2 separate regions of the Mus musculus genome follow, and region 1 is linked to region 2. The links are chromatin contacts, called in public Hi-C maps. All regions are on one chromosome and are shown on one strand. Each heading gives the region's core, a stretch centred on a gene start, on an enhancer-like site or on the middle of the called end of the contact. The rest is flanking DNA. Distances are from core to core; before and after follow the strand shown. Region 1 holds the start of Srek1ip1 (splicing regulatory glutamine/lysine-rich protein 1interacting protein 1). Region 2 holds the start of Gtf2h2 (general transcription factor II H, polypeptide 2).

Evidence for each region. Hi-C and Micro-C count contacts between places; a contact is called where the count stands out from the background.
Region 1: a contact with region 2 is called in a Hi-C map of muscle stem cells, with 5 times the contacts expected there. The contact joins the promoter of Srek1ip1 here to the promoter of Gtf2h2 in region 2. A contact is called at or near these places in 4 of 484 Hi-C or Micro-C datasets (CD4 T cells, CD8 T cells and muscle stem cells).

Annotation. Positions count from the first base shown.
Region 1 is chr13:104,815,849-104,819,268 of GRCm38.p6, forward strand. It overlaps Srek1ip1 (splicing regulatory glutamine/lysine-rich protein 1interacting protein 1), which reads left to right and starts at 1,322. Exons shown (of 5, transcript NM_026075.3): 1 at 1,322-1,518. The coding sequence starts at 1,506. It overlaps Cwc27 (CWC27 spliceosome-associated protein), which reads right to left and starts at 1,105. Exons shown (of 14, transcript NM_026072.1): 1 at 839-1,105. The coding sequence starts at 880.
Region 2 is chr13:100,491,257-100,494,365 of GRCm38.p6, forward strand. Gtf2h2 (general transcription factor II H, polypeptide 2) reads right to left here and starts at 1,353. Exons shown (of 16, transcript NM_022011.4): 1 at 1,201-1,353.

The sequences.
Region 1 (3,420 bases), core at 72-2,571, 4.3 Mb after region 2:
TTACATTTGAACAGGTAAAATAGCAAACTAGAGAAATGAAGCGTGAAGGTTCTGCATTGTGGAATGGTCAGTCTATTTCATCTCTACACGCATTTATTCATTAAAATTAATATTGTCCTCTAGAAATATATAGCTCAGCATGAAATCTATCAGGGAATCTACTCCCATTCCTATGAAATAACATTCCTCACTCCTCCCCTGCTTCTAACTGACAATTATCTCAAAAGATATCTCCTCCAAGATGTTTTCCCCATCATTTCCTGTTTTCCCTCCATCACTGTCATGGCAATATAATCTCTTCTTCAATACCTCCCAAGCAAAGGCAGGTGTGTTCATGCACGTCTGTAATCCTGAGATAGGGAATTAGTATATATATACGTGTGTGTGTGTGTGTGTGTGTGTGTGTGTGTGTGTGTGTCTATAATACAGACACACATATAAAGGTAGAATACCAACCTTTGTATCATCAGCACCTAGTAGAGTGCGTGGTGCCAAAGAGGCCTTCAATAATGACTGTAGAGAATGCACGATCTCCAAGTTAAACAACAAGCAAAAGTGTACAATCTTGAGATAAGTCTTAAAAACAATAGACACTAGAAGGCGCTCACGTGAGTTGGATCAAGGAAGTTAAGGGGTCAGAAGACTAGCGAATAGGGAGGTTGCCCAAGAACTCTTTCAAAAATATGCTGAGACACGTCACCGTAAAGAATATAAATGCAACACTGGCCATATGCAGGGTGTGGAGAAGAGTCCTTTGGTCTTTCCACCTCTAAAATCCCCGATAGCTGCCCCTCCCTGCCCGCCCCCAGTCACCGTGTCCAGGAGGTAAGGCTCTCACCTTCCCATTAGTGGGCGGCTCCTGGATGTAGATGTTACTCATCTTGCTCAGTGCTCAGGACTCCGCTCCTTAGTGTGGCCGCAAGCGAATGGCGGGTCTCCGGCGAGGCCCACCTGTTAGCACACAATTCTTTAACCTGAGTATTTGGGGGAAAACTTCACTCGGTCAGAGTCGGACAAGACAGCCGTACTAATCACTAGTTACTCCCCAAACTAGCCCATCATGGACGCCGCCATGTTGCTCCCGGACCGGAGCACCGCTAACCCCGGGAGGGGGGACTTCCCTGTCCTTCAGGAAACTAGAAAAGACTATAGGACCTCTACAACTTTAGAGAATTTGTAGCGAGGTTTATAATACGAGCTAAAGGGCCAATCCGTAAATCCCGGGGCTGCGTCCAGGTCAGGCGATTGCAGATAGCACTCACCTCCCGAAGCGGGCCGAAATGGTTCCGACCGCGTGTGCTCCGCGGTAGGACACCCCTGGAAACTGCATCCACAGCCACTTAGTTCCGCCAACCCTAGATGTGCATCGGGCCTTCCCCTGCCCGGTGAAGTTGTAGTGGCCGGGTGGGAGAGATCCCTTTGGGAATGCGCTGTCCTCGCAACGGACCTGAACCTAACGTGATCTCGAAAGCCCAGGACTCCGACGATCCCACTCACCTTGCATCATGGCAGTCCCAGGTGAAGGTCAACCGCAGGGCTCTCTCACTCCAGAGGAATGAGACGAGCAGGGAAGCCCAGAGCACGGGGGTGGGTGGCAGCGAGCACTTGGGGAATCAGGCGAAGGCCTAAAAATTTAGATTTGGTCGGCTTACATGAAAAAGCTTATACTACAAGTTCAAAGCGGGGTGAGAAAGATAGGGAAAGATCATCTCTGTCATTCTTGGACAAGCCCAAACTGCACAGGATTAGAGGGAAAGTGTATTGTAAGAGGGACAAGGGACTTGGTGACAATGAGAACTGTAGGCCTAAGGGGACAACTTGCCCAGAAGACTGTAACTTTCACACGATTTCAAAATAAAATTCGAAATGTGAGCATTTTGCCGAATCCAGGTGGCTATACACATTATACTGAAAGTCGCCAAGAAGAGCACCTGAGGCTTGTTCTAGCACTTCCAGCCTGTAATTTCTATGTGGCTGCAGGCCCGCTGCTGTGCCCTTCCGGGCCTCAGTTTCCCTATCAGTTTCAAGACAGTGCTTTCTCGAATTAGATCTAAGATTCTTTGTAGGTTCCACTTTTGTGTTCAGAGGTTTCTAACCTAGAAACGGCAAACTGAGCTCCGGGGATGTTTTTGTTGCTCCAGTTTACTGGGGAGCCGCTAAGAACTTCCCCAAGCCGACTTTGTCAGAATGTGTTTCTGTAAAACCCTATTATCAAGCAGGTGTTTTTAAGAGATATACCCGCCTCGCATCTCGGAGATTCACAGTGCATAGTACTGTAGGAAAGACCCTCAAACTATTTGTGAAGCCCCAACTTTGCTTAACACTGCCCCTTCCCGCTACTGTTTGACCCCTGTCTTTGTTCCGTGGCAGCCTTTTCTGAACTTTATTCTAGAGATTACTGTTGCGGGGTGGGGCTGCTTCCTAACTTCTGCAGAGGAGCACTCCAGGAGCTGTGAAAAGAGAGGTGACTACATTTATTGAGTGTGTGGCAGTCAGCATGGTAGAAACCCTTGCTCTCCTAGAATTCGGGGGGGGGGGGATTTACAGAAAGTAGAACTAACGCTGGGGCGAGCAAAAACAGGACACCTAACAGGATCCAGAGTGTACAAAAGGATGTTCCAGATGAAAGCTAAAGAAAGGTGAGAGTGCAGGGGACCTGCAGGGAGAGGGAGCAGATACAGAAAGGAAGAGGAACTAAAAGAGGGAATGAAAGAGCCCTGCCGTGGCTAACGATCAGCTAACCTGAGAGAAAAGAGAAATTAACTAAAGCGATAATTCAAAGTATCTAACTTTTACTATGTAACCCATGTATCTGATACTATGTCAAACATTGTATATTTTTTTCCTCCCTTTAATAACCACTGCTATGAGATAGCTGTTGTTAGTCTCACTTCACAGACGGAGAAATCAAGTAACTTGCCTATTACAAAAGCTAATGGAGATTATCCAAGCTCTTGGCCACCATGAATGCAAATGCATTCTCCAACATATCCATGGCACAATAGATTCCCTGCGACTGAAGGACCTTACAAGCAAAAACAAAGTGTTAGGATGTTAATAGACAGTAGGAAAACACTTAACAGCTTTAAGAAAAATTACATTTTAGGATACTGTGACCTAGAGGAGAGTTAGTTAATGTAGAGGCGTTGTTGGTACTTAAGGGTGATTCTGGTCAGTTATGTTACCATTGAGGATGTAGACTCATTAAGAGAGAAGCAGCTAATTTGGAGGGGGGGGTGGTGGTGGTGGTAGAATCACTAAGAATTAATTGCTTTGGTGTGGGTAGGAAATGAGATTAACCTGGTTTTTGACATTAGCTCATTTGAGGAGGCCTCATAACTGGGAAGACATCCCTCAAGATCAGAGTTGAGAGATGGTGGTAAGGTCAGTCTGGAACTTGTGTTGAGGTCTATCTGGCCC
Region 2 (3,109 bases), core at 103-2,602:
ATCCATTGGACAGAGCACAGGGTCCTCAATGAAGGAGCTAGAGAAAGTACCCAAGGAGCTGAAGGGGTGTGCAAGCCCCCTAGGAGGAACAACAATATGAACTAACCAGTACCCCCAGAGCTCCCAGGGACTAAACCACCAACCAAAGAGTACACATGGTGGGACTCATGGCTCTAGCTGCATAGGATGGCCTAGTTTGTCATCAATGGGAGGAGAGGCCCTTGGTCGTGTGAAGACTCTAAGCCCCAGTATAGGGGAATGTCAGGGCCAGGAAGCAGGAGTGGGTGGGTTGGTGAACAGGGGAAGGGGTAGGAAATAGGGGGTTTTCGGAGGGGAAACCAGGAAAGGGGATAACATTGGAACTGTAAATAAAAAAAAAATAATAATTTTAAAAAATAACAAAACTATGAGCCTGGCTGTGGTGGAGCACACCTTTAGTCCCAGCACTCGGAAGGCAGAAGCAGGCAGATCTCTAAAGTTCAAGGCCACCCTAGTCTACAAAGTGAGTTCCAGGACTGCCAACACTACACAGAGAAACCATCTCCAAATTAATTAATTAATTAATTAAAAATAAATAAAATTTCTGTTCAGGATGAGCAGAGTGGAATACACCTGTGATCCCAGCACACGTGTGTGCGTGTGCACACACAGTTCGCATAATATTACTTTTAAGCTTTTTAAATGTTGCTCCACCGCATCAACATTTGCTTTATATTTTACTCTTCTATTACTCTCTTAAATTCAGAGAAAATGAGAAGCAACGAGTAAACGCCGCACACTTTTTGGCTGGGTATACGGGGCCTCTTTATGATGGAGAATCCAACCGGGGAGAAGTTAGAAGTCCCCACGCCGCAGCCAGATCACCCGTTTCTTAGACTTTCCGTCATCACACCCAGCCGCCCCGGGAGATGCTCACGGTGAGCTCCTCGCGTGCACCCGCGAGCCGCAGCGCGCATGGCCACTGCGGAGGCTCTGCCTCGCCTTACCCTGCCTGGCCCGAGGTCAAGGGTGATTTACTGTCCCCCGTGTTCAGAGAGGGACAGCTCGGGGCTGCAAACTCGCTTCGGGCCACACAGACTCACGGCAAACGGCAGCCCTGCAGCGAGAACTTTCCTCAGGCGGAAGCTGCCGCGCTCCCTGCACACGCCCCCACCCCCTCCGCCCTCCAGGTCCCCCCCGAGGCCAACCCGGGCTTTGCACCTCGGTCCTCAGCTCCAGGCTTCTTCTCCTGTCCGCCTCACTCCAGCCCTCCACAGCCTCAGGACCCCGCAGGTCTCCTCGCGTAGACCCACCAGCCTCGACGAGACGACCCTCACCGGAAGTACCGGCAGTCTGAGTGCGCCGCCAAAATTCTTCCGCAGCGCGCTGGAGCCACGGGAAAAAAAAAATGTTCCGGCGGCAGAGGGCAGCTGCTGCCAGAAGAGGGAGCTAGGGAGCAAGTGGTGCCCAAGAGCGTAACTGCCTTCCAGTTCACCAATATTTCTGCTGTGGGGTGCATTTCTATAGACCAAACAGCTAAAACTACAAGTTCTGGATACGTTATACATGCGTTTAGGGAGGTTTTTTTTTGTCCGTGGGTTTTGTTTTGTTGGGTTTTGTTTAGTATCTGGATGTTTTTGCCTGCGTGCATGTCTGTGCACCATGTTCGTGCCTAGTTGGGGCAGGGGACGGAAGATGGCATCTGATCCCCTGGAACTGAAGTTACAGATGTTTGCTATCTGCCATGTGGATGATGGAAATCAAATCCGGACCCTCTGGAATAGCAACAAGTGCTCTTAACTGCATAGCCATAGCCCCACCTGCCGCCCCACCCCCACGAGCGCCAAGCATGCTCTTTAACCCAAAAATAAGAGGATTCCCCCAATAAAATAAAAATACATCTAAGCATATTTGTGAATAGAAGTAAGACACATTCGAACTTTTCCCACTCATAACTTTGGCTCTGTAAAATAGTCTTAGAAACTAAGACTGAGCTAGGAAGACGAAGGGCACCATTCTCTGACTTTTTTTTTTAAAAAACAATTTTCCTGCTAAGTCACTCACTCTCTTCTGTAGTTCTCTTGAACACAAGGAATGGCAAGACTGATCTGTAAACATCCTTATGACGTGGAACCGAGACTACTCCCAAGCAAAGAGCAAGCCTGGCAGGACAGATCACCTCCCACATGAGGGCAACTACGTATGGTGGGGAGGCTGAAAGCTGGCGCTGGGGTAACTACCTCGCCATAAACAGTCTGCCTCGGAGTAATGACATCACTAGCAAGGTCTCCAGAAACCCTTGCGAAACAAGGCCTTTGTTGGCATAAGTGATCAGACCCATGCCTTGACCAGATCACCTGACCAGACCACAGGCTCTGTCATCTATGCACACCACAAGCCCCTCCCATTTCCCTTTTCTATAAAATGTCAAAGTTCATCTCAGCCCCTCGAAGACAGACTTGGTATATGCAAACCCCTTTATCTGTTTTTCTCATCATGGCCACCTTAATAAAACCCTTTTCTCTGTCATTCATCATTACGTGTCTCTTTGGCAAACTGAGACGCGTGGCCAGACAAGTCTGCTAGGACTGCTGGAACAGGGGGTTTTTATTAAAACTTTGTTAACAGGGTACCAAAGCAAAACAAAATGTGCACAGAAATCATGGTAGTCTCAGTATAACTATGACTAATATTCCAATCACATATAAAGTAACAATAAAATTATCTTACCTAGTGAAATACCTTTTCAAGCTGTGAAACTAAGAACAACCGTAAAGAAAGAATTGAATAAAACCTGGGTGTGGTGGTACATACCGATTATACCAGAACTAGGGAGATTGAAGCAGGATTACAAGCCCAAGACTGGCCTGGGCTGTATTATAAGACCTCGTGTAAGTCCCTCTCTATTCCTCTCTCTTTCCCTCTCCCTCCCTGAGTGTGGTGTGTGTGTGTCCATAGCTGGCTGGCACAATGAAGTTAGAAAATCTGGGAACAGCTTGGGTAGTGTAACTGAAATACAAAAAGCGTTTAATTTGAAAGGCTGCAAGAAAGTGAGCCTTAACAACCCAATACTTTTTTGTTTTGTTTTTTGTTTGGTGTACACGGGGTTTCTTTGTGTAGTCCTGGCAAT